Regions from separate parts of the Mus musculus genome. Here all the other regions are linked to region 1. The links are chromatin contacts, called in public Hi-C maps. All regions are on one chromosome and are shown on one strand. Each heading gives the region's core, a stretch centred on a gene start, on an enhancer-like site or on the middle of the called end of the contact. The rest is flanking DNA. Distances are from core to core; before and after follow the strand shown.

What was found. Hi-C and Micro-C count contacts between places; a contact is called where the count stands out from the background.
Region 2: a contact with region 1 is called in a Hi-C map of bone marrow-derived macrophages, with 55 read pairs. The contact joins the enhancer-like site here to the promoter of Plbd1 in region 1. A contact is called at or near these places in 13 of 39 promoter capture datasets (the 3T3-L1 cell line, the C10 cell line, HPC-7-derived erythroid cells and 9 more), 10 of 484 Hi-C or Micro-C datasets (DN2 thymocytes, bone marrow, bone marrow-derived macrophages and 7 more), 3 of 115 datasets of contacts at active chromatin or transcription factors (the 230-238 cell line, microglia and stem cell-derived neural progenitor cells) and 3 of 9 other capture datasets (adipose tissue, liver and pancreatic islet).
Region 3: a Hi-C map of epidermal suprabasal cells shows a contact between it and region 1, with 2.4 times the contacts expected there. The contact joins the enhancer-like site here to the promoter of Plbd1 in region 1. A contact is called at or near these places in 3 of 39 promoter capture datasets (the HPC-7 cell line, cranial neural crest and second pharyngeal arch cranial neural crest), 3 of 484 Hi-C or Micro-C datasets (embryonic stem cells, epidermal suprabasal cells and nephron progenitors), 2 of 115 datasets of contacts at active chromatin or transcription factors (both in embryonic stem cells) and 2 of 9 other capture datasets (adipose tissue and embryonic stem cells).

Annotation. Positions count from the first base shown.
Region 1 is chr6:136,659,583-136,663,651 of GRCm38.p6, forward strand. Plbd1 (phospholipase B domain containing 1) reads right to left here and starts at 2,311. Exons shown (of 11, transcript NM_025806.2): 1 at 1,980-2,311. The coding sequence starts at 2,097.
Region 2 is chr6:136,712,224-136,716,292 of GRCm38.p6, forward strand. Gucy2c (guanylate cyclase 2c) reads right to left here. Exons shown (of 27, transcript NM_001127318.1): 20 at 3,731-3,822; 21 at 823-981. Among named protein-coding and RNA genes, the nearest start is that of Plbd1, 52 kb to the left of the region's middle. Within about 2 kb of position 2,073, at least 47 of the 459 cell types and tissues checked have an H3K27ac peak or open chromatin away from gene starts, as enhancers often do. A contact at or near this core is called in DN2 thymocytes, bone marrow, bone marrow-derived macrophages and 3 more, where this site is marked.
Region 3 is chr6:136,623,788-136,627,856 of GRCm38.p6, forward strand. The region is part of intron 6 of Plbd1 (phospholipase B domain containing 1); the gene reads right to left. Among named protein-coding and RNA genes, the nearest start is that of Gm40409, 4.3 kb to the right of the region's middle. Within about 2 kb of position 1,779, at least 5 of the 459 cell types and tissues checked have an H3K27ac peak or open chromatin away from gene starts, as enhancers often do. A contact at or near this core is called in epidermal suprabasal cells, where this site is marked.

The sequences.
Region 1 (4,069 bases), core at 1,061-3,560:
AACGCGGGAGCAATTGGAAAACTGTTTAGGGATTAAAAAGACGAGGCTGGTGCCGTGGATCTCTCTGAGTTCCAGGTTAGCCTGGTCTACACAGTGAGTTCTAGGCTAGCCAGGGCTACATAATGAGATCCCGTCTTAGTAAATAAATAAATACATACATACATACACACATACATACATACATAAATACTTAAATGAAGTATAAAGAATTTCCATGTTAAAATAAGCCATGGTGCAACCAGTAGGCCCATTTTAGTGAACTCAGATATATAACTGCTGTCAGAGTTAAAGTAGCCATTGGCTTTAACCTGTTGTCTGCCGGCCGGGACACCTTATGGAGACTAAATGACAGTCAGGTTAGCAAGTGCTTCCCACCAGCTGATTCCGGTTCCCAGTGCCCAATCAGGGCAGATGAGTCAGGCCCTCAGCCTGACAGTTATATTTCTAATGAATAATTAATGATGAATCTGGGGACAGACTTGGGCGTGTATCAGGGTGAATCGTCTCCCTGAGATCTGATCACAGCTGGCATGATGCAAATACTGACTTCTGGAGTTTAGCCCTGCCTGCCTAGAGGAAGAACCAGTTTTACCAAGGAATGGGCTACATTTTGAGTCTCACGGAGGTCGGCTCATCTCTCTCTTACCAGGGCAAAGGAGGAACAGTTAGGACACAGCCTACTAAGCTCACAGTACGGAGCTAGGTTCCTTTGGGAGCCCTGGGAGATAGCAATGCCTCTGCTTTTTTACGATTTAAATTTTGGGTAATCTACTGGCAGGTTGAGGAAGCTTCAATACAGTACAAATAACATACTGATAAGAGGGAGAAAGGACATCCCATCTGTTTCAAATAGACACTGCAGGCAGGCATCCTTAGCTGTCCTCAAAGCTGTCATGTGGAGGAGCCTTTCAGGATTGCTGGCCATGGTAAGGAACCAGCAGCTTTTCTGGACTAAAGGGTGTGTGTGTGTGTGTGTGTGTGTGTGTGTGTGTGTGTGTGTGAGCGTGAGCGCTCATGTGGCGGGGGTAGGGAGGGATGACCAAAGAACATACAGCTAAATCAGGGGAGACATCAGGCACTTCCGGACCCTTCTCATCCCACAAGCCTGTGCCCACTGGGAAGTTTCCAGACATGAGTGGAGCAGGCTTTGAAAGCAAACACTTCCAAATGGCAAGGGTGCGGGTACTCGTTGAGAGACGGTAACGAGAAAAATCAGCGACTTTTGAAAGGGGACACTGCCCGCGTCCCTTCCTATTCTTGAATGGGTCAAACAAGGAGACGATTACGAAATCAGTCGTCCTCTCTGAATTTGACTTTTAGAATCTTCCAAGTCTACGCATCCCACAATTCATTTTGGTCTTGTTACAAATGGAAGGGTGAGACTGGAAGGACACCTGTTGAGGCCTGTTTTTTCTGAAGGGAAGGATTACACCAGTGCCCTCTGGCAACCCAGCTACCTTATCGCTTAGGCAAATTCCTGACTTCCCCCCAGTCGCAGCCTCTGTGCAGTAGAACGGAGACTTTAATCCACTTTAGGATTCTGAGGCCATTCAGAAGAGCTCAGCAGCCTTAAGCTCTGGCCCTGTCCCATATCAAGATGGCATAACCAGTTTGCTATCAGTTCTCTTAAGTCCAAGTCACTTGTCTACTTCTAGAAGCAGAACAAAGGTCAGCTCGAAATCACACCTCAGTCTGATTTGGAAAAATCTCTGGACTGGAGCCTTTTGGACCAGTCGAGGTTGTCCGGGACAAGATATGGGACAGAATTAAGGCCAAAACATTTTACGTTGGAGAGCCCTTGTACCCTCCTTCAATGCCACCGCTGATCCACCTCAGGGCTGGAACGTAACCCGCCAGGCTCCCCACCAAGAAGTACGACCCAAGACGCCCCTAGATGCAAAGCTGTTGGGACTCTGGCCAGCCGCCGGCGTGGGGGTACAGGGCAACGCCCCTAGTCCGCGGGCGGCCGTTCTGCTCACCTGTTGGGTCGCTCTGGCTGGCAGCGCCAGCCGCCCAGGGAGGCTGCAGCAGCAATGGCAGCAGCAGCAGCAGCGGCGATGGCGGCCTGAGGCTCCTGCCAGGGCTGCGGTGGCACATCGCTCCTCCGCTGTGACCTCGGCCTGGTTGGATTAGGTCCCGCTGGCGCCGGCGGTGGCAGCTGTTGCAAGAGCCGCACTTGAGGATGGTAGCAGGGCGCTGCGTTGCAGAGGCCGGGCCGATCTTAACTTTCTTCTGACATTAGTCTTGCCTGCTTGGGCGCTTCACGTGGCCTTGGGAACCAACCTTCGCCCTGCTGAGCCCCAGGCTAGGAGAGGCGGATCCTTTCCGTCTGGTCTGACCCTCCAGCCACCTGTGGGCCAGGCCGGGAAAGTTCTCTGTCGCGCTTTTGGGAAGTGCCGGGGCTGTGCTGCTTTCTCTGGTCGCCTCCTGGAGGGTGGGGCTCAGGGCTAAGGAATCAGTTAAAGGTGGCCTTGGTCCCTGTAGCAGAGGATAAGGAAACCGAGGCAGCAGTGGGTCGCATGCCTCCCCGTAGGTCGGATTCTGTGGCCTTCTGTCTTCTCAGGTCCCTCATCCGTCAGGAATCAGGGCTTCTTGCGCCAGCCTGTCTGACCTCAGGAGCTCAACACCTCCAGACCTTAGCTTTGTGTCTTCATTGGGCGGAGCTGATTCACGCGGGGCTAGAAGCAGATCTACCCCTGAGCTTCCATAGAGACCCATGTCTGGGCAGGACTCGCTGAAGGCAACATTGTGAAGTTGGCCAAGGGTGCCCTAGGTGACATTGTGAAGTAGGCAACAGACTTCAAGCTGACTGAGCTCATCTTTTGCTACTGAACCCAGGCAAGCAAACCACTGTAGCTGGGTTTGTAAAGCGTTCCAGAAGTCGAGGCAGGAGGATTAATGAAAGTCTGAGGACAATTTGGGCTACTGAATGAGACACTGTTTCCAAACACCAAAATATAAAAAATCCAGATAAACAAATAAATATTTTTTAAAAAGTAATGAAGAAGTGCCTTTGTTAGAGGAAGAAATAAATTTGTCATTGCTAGAAATGACACCTGTGAATTATGAAATACAAATCACAATTTCGTTTGGTAATATTCATTTAGTGGAGAAAGAAGCTGCAGGCATTGTAGGGACTGTACATAAAATAAAAACGAAGGTGAACGGTACCTTTGGGTCCTATGGCACGTGGCTAGTGAAGTGTCACCCCAAAAAGTGCAGGTGTGTCTCCATATCCCACTCTGTGACCTCACTGACCCTTCTGATCCAAGGAGACAAGTGTTCAGAGGAGGTGACTCTTTCAGGATGCCTGATGGGGGCTGGGCTCACCCACCTGATGGTTTGCTTGCCGAGTATTTATTGACTTCAGTGTTCCAGGATAGAGCCCTGTATGACACCGGGTCTGTAGAACACCAGACTAGTCGATGAAGTGGTTGGCTTGTTTTGAACGAGCAGTTTAATTGGATTAGACTTTCTTAAACTCAGTACTGTTGAAATTCTGTCCAGTTATGAGTGAGCATATGTGTGTGTCCGTCCGTGTGTGTGAGTGTGTCCTGTGCACTCTGAGGCCTTTAACATCCTTGAAAGTGCCTCCAGACCACGTCCAGTATTCCCCAAGGTAAAAAGTACTAACCTAGCAGAGCACTGTTACAGTAATTTGTGGTACATTTTGACATACTTAAATTGCGTTTTTTAAAAAAGATTTATTTATTTATTATATGTAAGTACACTGTAGCTGTCTTCAAACATTCCAGAAGAGGGAGTCAGATCTCATTAAGGATGGTTGTAAGCCACCATGTGGTTGCTGGGATTTAAACTCACAAGCTTCGGAAGAGCAGTCGGTGCTTTTAACCGCTGAGCCATCTCTCCAGCCCTTAAATTGAGGTTTTTAAACATCCAAAAGAATAGTGACAGCCAACTCTAGGTGAGACGGTCCAAGGATATTGGTTTCAAAATTGCAACTGGAATGAATAGGGCATAAACCAGAGATTTGACAGCCCTAACGGGCTAGCCTCAGCCACCCACCCTGTGACCACTAATCTTAGTTGTCCACTTGACACATCTCAGA
Region 2 (4,069 bases), core at 823-3,322, 52 kb after region 1:
TAGTAGCCAGTGGAAGCAAGCTTTGAAGTCAGGTCTCACTGAGCTCAGTTTCCGCAATTTTACCAGAGCTAGGCTACCTAGCTTATCCTTACACTCAATTAACAGCTTGCCACACCGGAACGGGAAGAGACCATTGCTTCTTGCTTGTACAAAGCCATTGACCAAACCATCACATTGTGATTCCTCATTTATCTTAACATTCCGGGGGAACTTATTCGAATGACAGTGTTCTGAAAACATTAAGCTCTTTGGGGATTTCAGTCCTAATGCCCTTTCTCTTCTGTCCTGACTATGTTTCATGAAGTTCGCTCATAGATGGTCTGATGGCAAGACACCTGCCTCGTCGCCCACAGACAACTTCTAGTTCTTGTGACTTGGACTTTGCTTGTGATGTCAAGAAGAAAAGCAAAGACACCAACACTGAATGCCTGAGAGCCTCAGAGAGCGTTCACACAGCACATGCGGCAGACTTGAGTTTCCATGCTGAGTCTGAGGACAGACGGACAGCAGTTTGCCTGAAGGCAGAATGTAGACTTAATGAGATATTAGAACTCACAGCCCTCTACTCAGTCCATAATCCTCACAGTAACTTCTTTGCTTTGGGAATTCAGAGTGAAATCAGGAGGTTCAGCAAGGTTCAAGCATTTTGAACCCTGAAGGGTCTATAAAAGGAAACCACCCTAGACTGCCCCAAACAAACCAAAGGCCAAACCAAATGCAGAACAAAACCAGCAATGGGGAGAGGCGGCCACGTTGAAGGTTTCAGCTGGGAGCCTGGCTGTGGAATCACGGGAAGCCATGTTTACAGGTGGCTGGCCTTACCGTGGGAGGAGCATGAAGTTAAGGTGGTCAGCCCTGTCCCTCTCCGCCTTGTACAGCTGAGTCCTTTCCTCCACCAGATGTTCCAGGTTTCGAGAGTACAGCTGGAGACGTCGGATCAAGGTGTCCATGTAAGACTCGTTTTTCTGGTCATGGAAAAGGCTGCAGGTGGTAACAGATGAAGGATTTTTACACATCACTGGGAAGGGGTGTGAGGGGGGTCTCATGATGTTGTGTATGTTAAAGATAATGTTTATAACATGCTAAGACATAGAAAAAAGTTCTGAGATCCCACAGCCATTCTGCCATCGTGATTACGTCATTGACAAGTTCCCACTTCTGCCCTCAGACGGTGTAGGCTTGCTTTGTATAAGTGAGTGTGTGTCTGTGTGTTTCTGTGTTTGGTATGTGTGTGTGTCTCTGTGCCTCTCTCTCTGTATATGTGTATGAGAGACTGGTTGTGTCTCTGTGTGTCTCTGTGTGTGTGTTTATGTGTATGTTGTGTCTCTGTGTATGTTTATTGTGTGTGTTTGTGTGTATGTGTGTGTGTGAGAGAGAGAGAGAGAGAGTGTGTGTGTCATAGTATGGGTTTGAAGGAGGTTTGAGGACACCATCATTGTTTTGGGTATGAACTCAGGTGACTAGTCTTGTTGACATCTCCACAGTCCCAAGAGACAGAACTTTTTTTATAACAAGCTCCCAAGGGCTCTTACTTGACCCCAGCAGTAAAGGTTCGTTAGGCAGAATGGGATCAGGAGCAAGCACAGGGGAGGTGGAAATGAATGGATTCAATTAAAAGTTTCCCCATCTTAACTATGGATCTTCGTCACCTAGGGAATTATTAAAACTCCCGCTAAGTTACACCTTAGCCCTGTTACATCAAATGCTCTAGGGCAGAATTAAGGTGCCAGTGTTTCTTAAAGCTCCTTGGGGAATCTCAAATGAACAGCCATGTTTGAGACCCACCAGAGTCAAGGGTAAAGACCAGGGGCCCATGATCTATCTCCATGAGAGTCCCTGTCACTGATACTGCACTGTCCCATCTGACCTCGGTGACAGCCAGGGGAGGAGTGAAAAGGCGAGAATTGAATCTGTTGCTAGTTCCTGCTCTATTCAAACAGTGCACACTTCTGCCAATCAGACCATGGCTCCCATCTCTGCCTTGGCTTCTCACCTCAGCAGGTGTCTGAATCTTAGGGCCTAAGGACACCTCCAGAAAGTCAGAGATGGAAGGAAGTTTAGAAACCACCCAGCTCACTCCAGTTTCATGAATGAGGAAGTTGGTAGCCTGCATCTGCGTCTGCATGTGCGTGTGCATGTCTGTGTGTGTGTGTGTTGATTTGCCCTCTGTTCCCAGCAAGCCAGCATTATGTCTTCCTTGGTGCTTGGTTTCTCAGTTCTCCAGTCACTGTCCCTTTCCCATCTGTAGTGTGTTATCTAAAAGCACACAGCATCGAGGATTTGGTATCGCTGGATCATGGGATATAACACCCATTTTGAACACGAAGGCTCTAGTGATTCAGAAAACAAATCTAAAGTGTCTGGGGCCATAGCTGGTGATTTTGGAGATCTTTAAAGCTTGCTGACCTTGGTGGCTGGAGAGATGGTTCATAAGAACCTATCCTGCCTTACCAGAGGACCCTCGGTCACCTCCTAGGACCTATGTCAGGGGACTTACAGATCCAAGTTCAGGTCTAGGGAATCCGGGTGCCTGCGCACAGGTACACAAACCCACACATATACAAAGAATTAAAAATAAAAGCTAGATCTTAAAAATATTAAGAACTTTCTAATGTTAAGAATTACCCATCTGGGCCCAGAGACATGGCTCAGTGGTTAAGAACACTGACTGCTCTTCCAGAGGACCTGGGTTTGATTTTCCAGCTCCCTTGTGGCAGCTCACAACTGTCTGTAACTTCAACCCCAGGGTCTGATGCCTTTTTTGGCCTCTGTGAGCACTGCATGCACAAGGCACACAGACATACATGCAAGAACCCCCCTATATGTGTGTGTATATATATATATATATATATATATATATATATATATATATATATATATATATATATATATATATATATATACATATATTACCCAGGAGCATTATAGAATCCCAGGACCCAGGTTAGACTTCCAGAAGGGTCTGGAAGTCTGGAAATTATGCATTTAATTAAAATATGTTTCATACATGTTTTCTTCTCTGTTAATTCTTCCCAAATCCTCCCTACCTCCTCATGCACCCCAACTTTAAGGTTCTCTTAGAAACTATGTCTTTTTCAGACTTATTAGCTTAAGTGTGTGTACTGGAGGAACACTGCTCCTGGATGCAGCTGCCCAGGAAGCCAGAAGCATCCTATCTCTTGGAGCTGGAGTCACAGGCAGTTGTGAGTCTCCTGATGTGGGCTATAGGAACCAAACTTGGTTCCTCTGCAAGAACAGTGCGTGTCTTAACTGATGAACCATCTTTCTTGCCTCTGGAAACTATTTTTAATGATAAAAAGTATGATATATTATGATGTATTTTGTCCCTGAGTGTTTAACTTTATGAGAGCATGTCCCTGAGAAGTGGTCTTTTTTACTTCTGAATCATTTGCATTTTATGTGACAGGTGTTGGTTATAGCCTGAGAATTTTATTGGCACAAACATTTTCATTCCGTGGTAGCACTAAATGTCAACTATCCAATCACCATTAAAGAATTCAAAATTGGGCTGGGCGTGGTGGCACACGCCTTTAATCCCAGCACTCGGGAGGCAGAGGCAGGCGGATTTCTGAGTTCGAGGCCAGCCTGGTCTACAAAGTGAGTTCCAGGACAGCCAGGGCTATACAGAGAAACCCTGTCTCGAAAAACCAAAAAAAAAAAAAAAAAAAAAAATCAAAATTGGGAGGGAAAGTAAAAATGTTAGCAATACCCAAATATCTTGGCCAGTGTGCTCTCGATTTTCTTGAAATCTGGCCTCTTTTCTGGATCCTCCTCCCAACAGCTTTTGACAAGTAGATAGACCTGCGAAAACAAAGTGGGCGGGGCTTATTAGATAGACGGGGCGAAGATGAAGTGGGCGGGGCTTAGCTCGGGGGTGGAGGTGGGCTGTGTGTGCTACACTCCAGGATTGAGCCTCATTTTGTCCTCCGTGATGGGTATGAACAAGGTGGGGGATATTTCGCAAGGATCTGCCACAGTGACTATGAGAACCAGTCTCCAGCTCACTTCCTTTCATGTTGTAGACTCCGCTGCTGACATTACCACACCC
Region 3 (4,069 bases), core at 529-3,028, 36 kb before region 1:
TCCTTTCAGCATAATCTTGCTAGTGTATGCAATGGTGTCAGCATTTGGAAGCTGATTATGGGATGGATCCCCGGATATGGTAGTGTCTACATGGTCCATCCTTTTATCTCAACTCCAAACTTTGTCTCTGTAACTCCTTCCAAGGGTGTTTTGCTCCCACTTCTAAGGAGGGGCATAGTGTTCACACTTCAGTCTTCATTTTTCTTGAGTTTCATGTGTTTAGGAAATTGTATCTTATATCTTGGGTATCTTAGGTTTTGGGCTAATATCCACTTATCAGTGAGTACATATTGTGTGAGTTCCTTTGTGAATGTGTTACCTCACTCAGGATGATGCCCTCCAGGTCCATCCATTTGGCCAGGAATTTCATAAATTCATTCTTTTTAATAGCTGAGTAGTACTCCATTGTGTAGATGTACCACATCTTCTGTATCCATTCCTCTGTTGAGGGGCATCTGGGTTCCTTCCAGCTTCTGGCTATTATAAATAAGGCTGCTATGAACATAGTGGAGCATGTGTCCTTCTTACCAGTTGGGGCATCTTCTGGATATATGCCCAGGAGAGGTATTGCTGGATCCTCCGGTAGTACTATATCCAGTTTTCTGAGGAACCGCCAGACTGATCTCCAGAGTGGTTGTACAAGCCTGCAATCCCACCAACAATGGAGGAGTGTTCCTCTTTCTCCACATCCACGCCAGCATCTGCTGTCACCTGAATTTTTGATCTTAGCCATTCTGACTGGTGTGAGGTGGAATCTCAGGGTTGTTTTGATTTGCATTTCCCTGATGATTAAGGATGTTGAGCATTTTTTCAGGTGCTTCTCTGCCATTCGGTATTCCTCAATCTAAGTGGATCAAGGAACTTCACATAAAACCAGAGACACTGAAACTTATAGAGGAGAAAGTGGGGAAAAGCCTTGAAGATATGGGTACAGGGGAAAGATTCCTGAACAGAACAGCAATGGCTTGCTCTGTAAGATCGAGAATTGACAAATGGGACCTAATGAAACTCCAAAGTTTCTGCAAGGCAAAAGACACCGTCAATAGGACAAAAAGACCACCAACAGATTGGGAAAGGATCTTTACCTATCCTAAATCAGATAGGGGACTAATATCCAACATATATAAAGAACTCAAGAAGGTGGACTTCAGAAAATCAAATAACCCCATTAAAAAATGGGGCTCAGAACTGAACAAAGCCCAGCGTTCTTGATGTGAGTTGTGGGACGCACTCTACCCGCTGAGAAATTTCTCCGGGTCTATTATTCATCTGCTTTTTTTTTCTTTTCTTTCTCAGTATATAAACTCTACTAAGGAAGGGAATTTTGTCGTATTGACTCATACCTGTTCATTTCGGCATCAGGAGAAGGTGCCAAAGGTTTAACATACGGAAGTGCTCAATAAATAACTGTTAAATTTATTGAAGAAGAAATGGTGAATAATGTTTATGCATCTATGGCACTTGGGGCTCCTCACTCTGGAAGGATGGAAGCCATTCTTTGACCTACACACACACACACACACACACACACACAGCAAGTCAGGAATCATATCGGGCAGGCTTGGAACACAGTTCTTTTCTGGCCGCACACCCCTGACAAGGGTGATGGGGACAGGTGTACAGTCGTGCAAAAGAAAATGATTCACACGAACCATGAGGAGACTGCAACAGGAACAGCAAAGCGAGTCCTGGGGGCTGCGCTGCGCACGCAGGGAGGAGTCGGGAGGTCACTGGGTGGCCAGTTCAGCCTGAGGAGAATAGCAATATGGGGGTGGGATTGTTGGAGCTGAAAGGGAGGACACTCCCCGAGCCAGGTGGTGGAAGATGACTAAGACAGGTGTGTCCCTCAGAAGACTTCGCATCCTGGGACGGTGCCAAAGGAGATAAAACACACCCAAAAGGGAGTCTAAGAAAACCAGAATCAAGTGCTACAAAATCTGCCTGTAATCCTTTGCAATGCGTGTCCCGCTTCCTTCCATTCTTCCTTCGTCCCTCCCCAGATTCAAGCTGGGAACTTGGCCCTGTGCTCACCTGTGAATCATTTGTATAGATTTTACAAAGTCTCCGAGATCAAAGTGGTAACATGAAATTAGTAACAGTAATTATGGTTCGTTGAAATATTCCCAGCATACATTTATTAAAGGGACAACTTTAAAACCTAGGCGAGTAACCACACTATGGACCCCGGACACTGACTAAATTCTCCTGGGGCTTGGAGCATTGAATTTCGTTTTCACGTGTGTTTTCACGTGTGTTTTCACGTGTGTTTTCACGTGTGTTTTCACGTGTGTTTTCACGTGTGTCTACTGCAAGGCTTGTGCTTTGGGGACCACAGAGGCAGCTGGTGGCTCCAAGGATGGGCTCTGGTCCCCGAATGTGAACATCACCCAGGAGCTAGTAATAAGAAAGAAACCTTTTGTGGCCAGCCAGAAGGCTCAGTGGGTAACGCTGCTTGCTACACAAACTTGCTGGTCCAAGTTTGATCCCTGGAATCCATGAAAAGATGGACAGAGGGAACGGAGCATACCACAGTGTCCTCTGATCTCACACACTAATGGTGGCACTTAAAGAAGAAAGATGTACTCCTAGGGGTAACACTGTATGTGGGCTTCCAGCAAACTCCCCTGGGAAACTTGAAGGGAAATTACATTTCTGTAGTTTGTATTCATGGACCATGAATTCAGCCTGGGGTTGAGAGGAGCTTTTGCTTGCCGGCCAAAGCTGGAATGCATCAAAGTGTCTTTAATTGACCCCAGTAATGATGATCCTGAGGCTCCAGGCTTAATTACCTGTAATGGAGGCTTTCTGCGACAATCTGAGTGTGTCTCACCATGTGTGTGTGTTCTTGGTGGCATTGTGTCTGCAAGTGCTGTCTCCACCCAGATACACACAAATACAAACCACAGTTCAGTGCAAACAGAGCCATATCAGGAAAGAGCAAAGTCAGATATACTGTGTTCAAACCCGGGACTCAGTGTGGTTGTACGGCTTTGATCTGACCGGATAGCGTAGTTAACTTCTCTCAACCGATTTCTGTCTTTAAGGAATCAAAATAAAATACCATTGATTTTTTTTTGATTGTTTGGTAGAAATTAAATGACCTACTTTACTCTGTATAAGACAAATGTTATCAACAGGTCACAGAGCCAAGCACATAGTAGGGAATTGTAAAGAAAAAAATTTTTTTTCTTTTCCTTTTTTTCCAGAACACAAACAAGCTTTATTAGCAATTAATTTAAGCCTTGAATGTGGCCTACTTCTCACAGTGCTTGGCAGGTCTAGGCCCCACCCATTTCTTGTTTCTTTTTCTTTTTTCTTTTTTCTTTTTATTGAGACAAGGTCTTACTAGGTAGCTCTAGCTCTCCTGGAAATCACTCTGTAGACCAAGCTGGCCTTGAACTCACAGAGGTGGATCTGCCAGCCTCTGCCTCCTGGATGCTGGCATTAGAGGTGTGGGCTTTCTGCTATTTCTATTAAGAATTGCTATGAAGGGGCTAGAAAGCGGCCATCGGTGGCACAGGACAGTGACCCAGCGCTGACTAAGCACGAGAACGAGGCTTCCCTCCCTCAGGGTCCTCACTGCCCATTACACCATAGGCTGCGATCCCTAAAACTAAAAGTCTGGAGCCCTGAGACTTCCTGTCTTAGATGCTGCCTGTGTATGGAGACAGGGTCAAAAGAGAAGTAATTAAGATGACCTGAGTTCCTGGGAGTGAGACTTCATGCAGTTACCAGGCTGTGTGTAAGAGCAGTAAGAAGGCAGAGCATGGCCTTGAACTTCTGATCCTTCTCCAAGGACTTCGTGTTGTCCGCAGAAGCCACCACATCCAGTGTTTGTGGTGCAGGGGATTGAACCTAAAGCTTTCAGGCATGAAGCCAACTGAACTACATCCCCAGCCCTACCTGTGTTTTTATACATATAATTAAATATTAACCTGAAGTGAAGTGTGAGAGCAAGTGCTCTCAACCTCCGAGCCGTCTCTCCAGCCCCATTGTGTTAAAATGCTTATAAAGAGAAACCGGAGAAAGAAGACAGATGATATAAAGAAACTAAATATCAAAATAGACA